Regions from separate parts of the Rattus norvegicus genome. Here region 2 is linked to region 1. A link is a contact called in public Hi-C data. All regions are on one chromosome and are shown on one strand. The core of a region is the stretch at or near the end of the contact, and the rest is flanking DNA. Distances in the headings are between cores, read along the strand shown.

What was found. A called contact is a pair of places that touch in the nucleus more often than the background predicts.
Region 2: a Hi-C map of frontal cortex shows a contact between it and region 1, with 2.8 times the contacts expected there. The contact joins the promoter of Tbcd here to the promoter of Foxk2 in region 1. A contact is called at or near these places in 2 of 12 Hi-C or Micro-C datasets (frontal cortex and prefrontal cortex).

What each region holds. Positions count from the first base shown.
Region 1 is chr10:107,038,896-107,044,788 of GRCr8, forward strand. It overlaps Foxk2 (forkhead box K2), which reads left to right and starts at 2,038. Exons shown (of 9, transcript NM_001401861.1): 1 at 2,038-2,562. The coding sequence starts at 2,171. It overlaps LOC134480920 (a long non-coding RNA gene), which reads right to left and starts at 1,882. Exons shown (of 2, transcript XR_010055927.1): 1 at 1,389-1,882; 2 at 1-307.
Region 2 is chr10:107,211,233-107,216,926 of GRCr8, forward strand. Tbcd (tubulin folding cofactor D) reads left to right here and starts at 4,435. Exons shown (of 39, transcript NM_001271364.2): 1 at 4,435-4,675. The coding sequence starts at 4,492. Fn3k (fructosamine 3 kinase) reads left to right here. Exons shown (of 6, transcript NM_001109051.2): 5 at 1,537-1,659; 6 at 2,572-2,944. The coding sequence ends at 2,910.

The DNA of each region.
Region 1 (5,893 bases), core at 788-3,287:
TACATTAAATCTCAGTTCTTGGGATGCAGAGGAAGGTAACTCTTGAGTTCTGGGCCAGCCTGTTGATCTACATGGTGAGTTCTATGCCAGTCAGGGCTATATAGTGAGACCCTATCTCAAACAAACCAACCAACCAACAAATATGGATCAACTCTGAAAAACATCAATGATGCTCTATATCCTGCAGGATCAAATGTTCATCTGGGTGGAAATGGGGCATAGGAGGGAGTATGGGCAAGTGTATCCGGGGGGCTCACTGGGCAACCAGCCTTGTCAAAACAGTGAACTCCAGGTTCGTGGACAGACCCTGTTTCAGAAAAAGACAATGGAGAAAAGCCACTGAGGAGGACATCCTGACATAAATCCCTGGTGTCCACATGTCCCACAGTAGGACACACAGACTCTTCTACAATACATACACAGGAACAGACAGGCACATGTATCCTATTAGTATACAGAGTAGTTTTCATCTGTGATAAATGGTTAAGTTTACATGTATATTGAAGAATTGCTTTAAAACAAATATCTTTATTATAAGTGTTTGGTTTGGCCAGATATGGTGGCTCATGCCTCTAATCCCAATACTTGGGAGGTAGAGGTGGGTGGATCTCTTTGGTTTTGGGTGACCTTGGCCTATATAATAAGTTCCAGGCCAGCCAAGGCTATATACAACTGTCTTTCCCTCCCCACAGAAAACACCAAGACCAACCACAAAAGCCAAACAAAGCAACATAAGTGTTTGCTTTGTCTGCTAAAAGTTAGATCTAGCCCTGTTTTATAGATGCTAGAGGCACATGGTACAGCCTCAAACCCACCCTAGGCTCAAATACATATTAAAGCAAGAGTTCAGGACAACGCAATAGTGTCACTAAGAATGGGAAAACATTTCTTGGTCTTGAACATGCTTTTTTCCTTTGACTGTGTTTTGTCTTTACATTCTTACCTAGTTATATCATTTCCATAGTTATCTCTACATCACCTACAATGCCTCAAATTAATATTTAATGAAATGGCTCTCTGCCATGTTTATAGTAGAAAGCAGTTTGAACCCTTAGGAATTTATACTGTAATTACAGGCACATATATGTCAAATAAGATATGTAAATGTTATAAAGGAACATTAATTTCTATTAAATTTATTGTAAGTTCAGACACATAGAATGAATTAAAATGCAAAATGTTCTGATGCCTCCAGTCTGGGGCCTCTATTTAGAAGCTCTTGGCTAGAATGACCATATTTATCCTGTGCAGCTTAAATCCAGACTGCTCTCAACCTATCCACTCTCCCTGACTTGAACTCCTTTTGTACATCAGTGAGAGAACACTGTGTCCCATCGCCTGCACCCAGGGGCCACCATATTGCTGTGACGTTCTTTATGACCACGTACCTCTCTTACCAGAGCTAGAGCAGGTGCATCCACTACCCTACGGTCCCAGGGAAGACACTAGGGGTCTCAGCTTCGCCTCTATCTTGGCACGGGCTTCCAGAGCCCCTCACAGCCGGCTCGATCTCCATAGCTCTGCTCTTCCCACGGGGCCCCGTAGTGGTTTCGTTTTTTTAATGGGAGAGATGGGAACACACACACACACACACACACACAAATTGGCAAAATGTTCAGATTTGCAGTCCTTGGTATGAATTACTGAGTGCAGAACTCTATGTATTACTGGGATAATTTCTGTTACAGCCCTGCGCTGTGACACATCGGTCAATGCGGCAGGTTCCCGAGCAGCGTGCATGATTCTACGCAGCCTAGGGCGGAATGTCAGAGTGGCTAGCGGCTCCCGGGGCGCACTCGCGCCCACCATGACCTTGGACCCCCGCTCAGTCCGCGAACGCGCGCGGCCCCACGCCAACTCCCTACTCCGCCCCGGGTTTTCCGCGCCGCTGCGGCCAACCTGCGTCGCGCGACGACGCCGGACGTGCGAGCGCTCGGCGGCGCAGCTTTCCATTGGCCGGCCTCGGTAGCCCCACTGCGTGCGCCGCGCCCATTGGCCGGCGTGCCCGTCCGTCGTAGGGCCCGGCGCGCGGCCGTGCGAGCTCCCGCCCTCGCAGCTCTCCTCGCCGGCCGGCGGTCTCCGCGACCGTGCTCCGCTCGCGCGGCCCACGACCGCGCCCGGGCCTCGGCCCGCTAGGGCGCCCGCGCGGATCGGCCAGGCCTCGCAGGCGATGGCGGCCGCGGCGGCGCTCTCGGGCGCGGGCGCCCCTCCCGCGGGCGGCGGGGCCGGGGGCGGCGGATCCCCGCCGGGCGGCTGGGCCGTGGCGCGGCTCGAAGGCCGCGAGTTCGAGTACCTCATGAAGAAGCGTTCGGTGACCATCGGGCGCAACTCGTCGCAGGGCTCGGTAGATGTGAGCATGGGCCACTCGAGCTTCATCTCGCGGCGCCACCTGGAGATCTTCACGCCCCCGGGCGGCGGCCATAGCGCGGCCGCCCCGGAACCCGCGCAGCCCCGGCCGGACGCGGGCGGCGACTTCTACCTGCGCTGTCTCGGCAAGAACGGCGTGTTCGTGGACGGGGTGTTCCAGCGGCGGGGGGCGCCGCCGCTGCAGCTGCCGCGCGTGTGAGTGGCGGGCGGGGGCTGCGGCCTGGACCTGACCCACAGTGGCTACCCACCGCAGGGAGGGACCCTGACCCACAGCAGCCACCCCGAGGGAGGGGCGGGACCCAGACCCCCTAACCATCATCAGGCAGGATTCAGAAGACCCACATCAGCTGCCTATGAGCAGGGTCAGACCCTGAACCAGACCTTCTGGTCACCATCAGGGAGGGATCCTGATCCGCTATCCAGGAGCAAGGAAGGCTAGACTCACCACCAGGATCCATTCACTACCATAACCAAGACCTGACTGATTCTGACTTACCCTAGTTTAATACCCACTACCAGAGCTGGGACCACAACCCCCAGCGCTCCACCCGGAGTGTTTAACCTGGCTGGCCCACTCATGTCTGCCCTCACACCGCCGTTCCCATGCACTGGTATCCTAGCCCACAGCCCTTTGTCCAGTCCGACATGGGACTCTCAGAACACAAACCATCATTTCTGTCTTCAACCCTCAGCCCTCCCTGCCATCATCACCAGCGTTGGTGGGTGGAAGTTTTATGAGTGCTGTGTGCCTAACCATCAGGGAGGAAGCACCCAAGGGAGATGTTAAGCTGTGTGTGGTGGAAAACTGCCCTGAACTAAAATACCTATCTAAAATGAAGAATAGATACCTGTTACCTTTTTTTTTTTTTTTTTTTTAAATTCACGTTTCAATGGCAAGACATTTTGGAGGTAGTGTCTTAAGCCTAACAGTTCTCTTCCCCCAATGTTTTTGTAGCCTGAAAATTAAAAACCCCAAACATGAAGGATTAAAAACCTGTCCAGAAATCTGGGAAAACTGGATATTTCAACACAGTAATTTTTAAAAAGCACCTTTAGCCGGGTGCAGTGCCTTCAACCTGTAATCCCAGCACCCTGGAGGCTGAGACAGTAGAAATTTGAGTTCCAGGCTAGGTTAGACTGTATAGTAAACTCTAGATTAGTTTGGGTTGTATGGTGAGACACTGTCTCATAAAACAACAACAACAAAAAAACAGAACAAAGAGTGTTTGGTTTTTTAAGGAATTATAAGATTGTGTAGAGTGAGAAGGGAGCCTCATAGGGAACTGTCAATCACTGTACAAAACAATTTTCAATTTGGTTCTGTGGTTGGATAAACTTATCATTTACTGTGCTTGAAAAACAACTTTGCTCTCTAGGAAATGCTAATTATTCCTCAGGTTCCTTTCTAGATCATTGCTAGTACAGCTTTTGCCACAGACTGAAGTTTTTAATTGCTTTCAGTTTTTGGAGATAATGGTAAGAGCCGTGGTTTTAACTTAGGTTTGATGTGTGTGTATTCCATATCTCTTATCCTTGGGATGGTGTTCCAGCAGGCACCACTGTGCTTGGCTACAAAGTATTTATATATATATTTATTTATTTAAAAATATTAACAGTCTCTGTGTTTAATAGCACTTGTTGCTCTTGCAGAGGACTTGGGATCAGTTTGCATCATCCACATTACAGCCAAAACTTTAGGTGTCAGATACCCTCTTCTAAATGCTGTCATCACTGGGCATGCACATAGTACACAAACATATGTGCGAGCACATTCTCATACACAAAATAGAATAAATATAAAGTTACATTTGTTGCCAGGTGTAGTGGCACACTTTTAATCCCAGCACTTAGGAGGCAGAGGCAGGTGGATCTCTATGAGTTCAAGGTCAGCCAGGACTACATAGAGAGTTCCAGGCCAGCCAGGGCTAACCCTTGCCTCAAAATAAATAAATAAAATAATAAGTAAAATTACATTTGTTTATATCTGTGCCTTGCTTGCATTCGCTACAGCACACACATGGAGGCCAGAGGACAACTTGCTGGAGTCAATATTTTCTTTCTGCTGTGTGGGTCCTGGGTATCAGACTCAGATCATCAGATGTGGCAGCATGGGCCCTTACCAGTAAGCTGTCTTGTTGGCCTACAAGTTATTTTTTATTGTTATTTTTAAATTTCAAATTAAATTAAAAACTTAGATTAAAACTTATGAGTATGTGTCTGTGTTGGTATGTACATGTGAGGTAGGTTCGTCAGAGGCATCAGAGGATCTCCTGTAGGTGGTTATGAACCATTGGACATAGGCGCTGGGAGCCAAATGTAGCTCTTCTGAAGCAGCACATGTGCTTAGCTCAGGAGCCATCCCTCCAGCTCCAAGTGTGTGCCTGTGCACACATGTGTGCCTGTGCACCACATGTGTGCCTGCTACCTTTACAGGCAGAAGAGGACTTTGGATTCCTTGGAGCTGCTACACAGTTTTGAGCCACCATGTGGGTCCTGGGGATTGAACCTGGGTCTTTTGGAAGAACAGCCAATGCTCTTAACCACAGAACCAACACTGTGGCGACCCAAAATCTTTTCAAGTTTAAACAAACAAATAGGTACCGGCATGCACACTTAGGAGTATATAATGGAAGGGTTATGCCAAGGCTGAAGTATTTTTGAGACTATGACAAGGTGACCTTGAACTGGAGACCTTACTGCCTCCACCTAGGAACTGGTGTACTACAACTGTTGTGAATACTCTTGTTACTTTGTTTCCAAATACATTTCTTCCTCTGTTGTCTAGGTAAACTTGTCCTTGAACTCTTAGTGAGTCTCCCACCCCAGCTTTTTTTTTCTTTCCAGACAGGATTTCTCTGTATCCCTGGTTGTCTTGGAACTTAATCTGTACACCAGGCTGGCCTTACTCAGAGATCTTCTGCCTCTGCCTCCAAGTGCTGGAATTAAAGATGTGGGCCACCACTGCCCAGCATCCACTAACCCTGCATGCTGGGATCTATAAACTCCCCTGACTGGCGCACTCTGCTTTGAAATATTCTTAATGTTTTTGTCCTTGGCTGCCCTTATATTTGATTCGTTTTGGAGACAGGATTTCTCTGTGTAGCCCTGGGTGGCCTGGAACCAGCTCTAGCTCTATAGATCAGGCTGGCCTCGAACTCAGGGATTAAGGGTGTGCACCACCACAGTACTTGTTGGTCTTGTATTTAAACCACCATGATTTTATCCTAGTTTGAACTTTTATTTTTATGTTTGCATTTTGTAGTTTACCTTAAAAATTCAAAGGGGTTAGTATCTTAGTGCATGCCTTTAATCCCATCCAACACTTGGGAGGAAGAGATGGAAGGATTTCTCTTGAGTTCCAGTCTAGCCAGGTGTACAAGTACCACCTTGCCTAAGAGAACAAAATTCAAAGGTAATTTGCAAGGATATGAAGTACAGTAGTGGTGGTTTAAAGTGTGATCAGTTCATTGAAGTAGGATATACTGTATGGATTTGGCATACCTATTTGAATAGGACTACTCATATC
Region 2 (5,694 bases), core at 3,185-5,684, 170 kb after region 1:
AATCCCCGCTAACCCTGCCTCAGCCTCCCAAGTGCTGAAAGCCTTATTTCTGAAAACAGTCATCTTCAACATACAAATGTCATGGTGAAGACATAATTAAGACCTTATCAGGCTGAAAGCGAGGCTTCATCTATTTCCCCTTACAGTTCTAGAAGTCTTGTTTTCATGTATTTGAAGCTCTGTTGCAGAGTTATAAGAATTTAGGACTATCACAGAGGGTGGTGGCATATACCTGTAATCCTTGCATCTTGAACCAGAATTCAAAGCCAGCCTGGGATACAAGGTAAAACCCTAAACAACAATAACAACACCCCCCACCCCGGCCAGGACTAGTAGATCCCCTTTATTACGTGACCACATTTTCAGTATGAAACAATTTTCTTTGTATTTGATGGTTGTCTTTGCTCTGCTGTAAGTGTTGCCTGACACGAATTTCCGCTCATTTTTCTTTTTGTATTTGTCCTTTGACTATTGTGAGCAAAAATGTATACATTCTCTATCTTTTTAGTGTACTTCTGTTTTTGTGTATAACCTGATTTAGATTTAAAATTTTTATGAGTGTTCATTTGCATATATATATGTGTATATATATTATATATATATGCATGTGTATGTGCACGATGTGCATGCAGTGCCCACAAAGGCCAGAAGAGGGCATTGGAACCCCAGGAACTGAAGTTACCAATGATTGTGAGCAACTGTGTTGGTGCTGGGAACCTACACCAGATCCTCTTCAAGAGGAGCAGGTGTTCTTAATTGGTGAACCGCCTCTCCAGCCTATAGTTGGGTCTTGCTTTGATGTTCCAAATCTGTTTATCTCTGCCACTTTCTCTCTCTCTCTCTCTCTCTCTCTCTCTCTCTCTCTCTCTCTCTCTCTGTGTGTGTGTGTGTGTGTGTGTGTGTGTGTTGTGTGTGTGTTGAACTTGGGACTCATTCAGGCTAGGCAAGCACTCCATCCTTGAGGTAGTTTTAGTCCAATCTCTGTCATTTAACTACGGCATTTGTTTCTGACCATTTGCTCTTACATGTTTATTGTGTTTGATTTGATTCTGCCACCTTAGTATTTGCTTTATGCTTTTTTCTAGCCCCTTTCCCTTTTTAAAAAAAACCCTGGTAGTGGTTTGAGTAAGAAAGGCTGCCATAGGCTCAATATCTGAATGCTTAGTCACCGTGTTTGGGAGTGAAATTGTTTGAAAAGATTAGAAGGATTGGGAGGCAATTGAAGAAAGTGTGTCACTGTGAGTGGGATTTGAAGTTTCAAAAGCCAATGACAGGTCCAGTCTCTTTCTCTTGGCCTGTGGTTCAGGATGTAGCTCTCAGCTTCTTCTCCAGCATTGTGCATTCTGCTATGTTCCCCACCTCAAAGACAGTGGACAAAGGCTCTGAAGCTGTAAGTAAGCCCCCGATCAAATGCTTTGGTCATGGTGTCTCTTCTTTTGGGTAAAGTGTTTCATGATTCCACTTGTATTTTCAGTTGGTTGACTACTAAGCCATCCTGGGGCCATGAGTCACATGGCCTCTCTTCTTTTTGCTCAGGTGAATGAATGGCAGGATGACTGGCCAACCTTTTTCACTCGACATCGGCTCCAAGCTCAGTTGGATCTCATAGAAAAGGACTATGCTGACCGAGAGACACAAGAACTGTGGTCAAGGCTACAGGTAAGTCCAACACTTATTTCTCTGGGAAGTGGTTGTCTCTTATGAGTCTACAACATGCATGTGACTGAGTCAGAATAGGAAAAACTGATGTTAGAATAGGCTGGTCAAGTTATAGGTATGCCAGCCAATACCTTCTTATCCTGTAGGTGGGTAGGTGATGAGACAGACCCCGGCTCGTGGATTTCAATCATTTCACTTGTCCATTCTTACCCTTTGTTCTGCTGCCAAAGACCCCAATATGTCACCCTTAATGAAGGTGCATGTTCTCGCATCACTTGTTTCAGAATGGAACTCCAAAATATTAGAAACATGATTCATCTATCAGTCCGGGGTTGTGGTTCTCAACCTGTGGGTCGTGATCCCTTGGTGGTGGGGAGGTCAAACAACCCTTTCACAGGAGTCAAATATCAGATGTCCTGCATATCATGTATTTACATTACAATTCACAACAGTACCAAAAATATAGGTATGAAGTGGCAACAAAATAATTTTATGGTTGGAGATCACCACAACATGAGGAACTGTGTTGAAGGGTTGAAGCATTAGGAAGGTTGGGAACCACTGGTCTAAGGTGAGCATGCGTCAAAGAAACGCTATTTAGTGGAAGAGGTGCATGTATGAAATAAAACAAAAGCACGGTTTACAGGGTAGGTGCCAAATTAGCTCATATTCTACAGCATAAAACCCAAACAACTCTGAGGTTTTCTATACAGCTTTCTTTTGGACTCATTTGGTAGTGACCAGAATGCTAGACAAAGTTACATTCAGGAATCAGGTGAATTTCTTCACTGGACCTGGTGGATTATTTGGTTGGACTCTGGATGAATCCATGGCTCTCTGGTTTATTTCCAAGCACTGGATAATGAGCCCATGGGTCTCCAAGTCCCATATTTACAATAATTTCTCTTCTAGGTGAAGATCCCAGAGCTGTTTTCTGGTATAGAGATTGTCCCTGCCCTGCTCCATGGAGACCTCTGGTCTGGAAACGTGGCTGAGGATGAGCAGGGCCCCATTATTTATGACCCAGCCTCCTTCTACGGCCATTCTGAGTTTGAACTGGCAATTGCATCGATGTTTGGGGGGTTCCCCAGATCCTTCTTCACTGCCTACCATCAGAAGATCCCAAAGGCTCCAGGGTTCGACAAACGCCTGCTGCTCTACCAGCTCTTTAACTACCTAAACCATTGGAACCACTTTGGGCGGGAGTATAGAAGCCCATCCCTGGGGATGATGAGGAAACTGCTCAGGTAGCAGAGGGCTGGACCTAATAAAACGTCAAACTGGATCTCTAACTGGGCTACTTTTGAGTCGGCCTCCAGAAATTCATCAAGAGGCTGCGAGGCTATGGCAGTGTAGCACTTCCCAGGGAGCTATGTATGGAGCTCAGGCTGATACCATAGGATCACTGTTCCTGGCAAGCTCCCACCTCAGCAGCTGAAGCCCCAGGTACCACAATTGAGTAGAGAAAGAAGGGTCATGCTCCTGTGGCTCTGGTCATTCAGTTGCAATCACTACCAGATCCTCCCCAGCACTTCACTTTTTTTTTTCTATTTTTTTTTTAGACATTATTTTGTGTACTCATGCATTCAAATATGTGCGTACAGGTCAGAGTACAACTTGTGGTTCTCTTCTTCCACTGTGTGAGGACCAAACTTGTCAGCCCACAACATATCTGAGAAGACTGCTCTGATACAGATTTAAGACAATAGGAAGTCTTTATTCGCTGGCCAGTGACTACACTGGGTATTCTGGATCCCAGCATAACAGTGAGCCTTCTCAGGGTGAACTTTTAACCACACACACACACACAAAAAGTTCTGGATTGACATACCTCAGTTATCAACAATAGATAGCCAGAAGCAGAACCAGAGAAGCCAAAAAGCAGTTAGCACATTCAGTGACTTTTCTGGACTGATGGACTTTGAAGGATCAAGTCTTTGTTTTCAATTTGGCTGGCGGGTGCTGAGTTTTATAGCCTAAATGGCACTTTCATCATGAAGTCAGCTGTGCTAAGGTTTGGGGGCCTACTGTTACATATTCAAGTCCCGAGGTTTAGTGCAGGAAACTTTGGACACTAAACTATCTAACCACTCCAGTCCTCCACTTTCCAGGGAGGTTTGTTCTGCCGGTGAACGCAGGGCCAGCAGTGTGCAGCCCATGCCTTTTGTCAGGACTGCTTTGGGTGGCCGTAATGGTGCTGATGTTTGAGAGGTCATGGCAAAAGCCTTCATCCTGGAGCAACACCCTATTGCTTCCTACACGCTTAAAGCATCCCTCCAACCCAACACTTGGAGGCGCTCCCAAGAATGGCGTTGCCTCATTCTTGCCCCCACACTCAAAACCCACTCCTCCCCTGCGTTCATACAACACCCTTCCATTCTGGCTCTTTCTACTAGCTCAGCTTTCATGCACTTTCCTGCGCTAGCTCAAAACCTTCCAGGTTCCCGCCCCCAATTTCAAACACAGTTCTTTCCGTGACCTCGTCGTCAGTACGCTAAGATTTCCAACACCCGAATCCATTCTTTGCCCAACTCCTTGTAAAGAGCGGCCCGGCCCACTCCTCCGGCCACACCCTCCTTGGCCACACCCCTTTTGGGTTCCACCCACTCCACGTTGAGGCTGAAGACATTGGAAGTTTCGTGTTCCTGGTCCTGCCCTCCACTCACGTAAGCATTATTTGCAGGCTGAGCCGACTTCGCGCGAGCTGTTTTGTTGGCTTGAGCGGCCCGTAGTTGGGGTCGAAGGTCTCGGGGCGGGGCTGGCCGCTCTCGCGCTGTATCTCCTTTCTTCCCGGTTGCCGGTAGGGTTCTTACGGAGCCTGCTACTGGCACGATGGTACTGAGCAACGAGCCGGCTGCGAGCGCCGCGGAGGAGGAGGTGGAGGATGATGCGCTTGTCCGCGCCTCCACCCTGGAAGCGTTCGGCGAGAGTGCGGAGACCCGCGCGCTGCTCCGCAGCTTGCCGGCGGTGCACCGCGAGCGCGCGGCCCGGGAGGTGGCGGAGGAGCGGTTCCGCGGTGCGGGCGGGGCCCCGAGTCTCTATCTTGAGGTCCTTGCATCTGGGAGGAAGGGACTTGGGGAGCCATACCTCCTGCCTGCCCTGCGGTGCCCAGGAACTGAGCAAAGCATACTTGAGACCTCTCTGTGGATAGGGAGGGAACGAGCAGATTTGCTGAGGAAAAACCTACCAGTGCTTCAAGCAAGCAGAGAAGCAGCCTGGCATGGGGGTTTTGCTCCTATGGGGCCCCGCTATGAGACCAAGGCTCTGCAAACTCAGAGCATCAGGTTTATTTAGGATCTCTGCTCCAGGCAGGGCAGGAGAATGGGCAGTGCCGTTAGGTTCCCTTGGTGGTTCTAAATCCCCCAAGTTTAGGTAGTCGTTTGTAAAGGATACTGTCTGTCATCATTTTTGCCAATCTTACACAAACCTAGACGTATCTCAGAAGAAATCTCAAGTGGGTAATTTCCACCACCAACCAGATTGGCTTGTGGGCATGTCTTTGTGACATTTCCTTAATTACTAATTGATGAAGGATGGCCCAGCCCGCTGTGGGATGTATCATCCCTGGCCTGTGGGATGTATCATCCCTGGCCTGTGGGATAGCTGAACTTGAGCCTGAGAGCAAGTAAGCAAGCAACACTCCTCCGTAGTTTCTGCCTGTATTGCTCTAATTCATCCCTTCAATTTCCTCAATGATGGGCTGTGTAAGCCAAATAAACCGTTTCTTCCTCAAGTTGGTTTTGGACAGTTTTATCACAGCAACAGAAGACAAACTAGGACAATGTCCAAATGAACCTTTTGATAATAACAGTTTTGTACCTGAACAAAATCATCTTTGTGAATTCTTTAGCCAAAAAATTCTCTCCATAATGTCTTTTTTTTTTTTTTGGATGGCGCTCAAGGTTTTGGGAAAGACAGGGTGGGCTTAGTGGAAGGAATCTGATGTGGCAGGCGAGAATGCAGAAGCAGAGAAACATTGGATTGGGTGTAAACAGATTAATTTCTGGTAGGGGTTGGGAAGCAGGTGACCAGGGT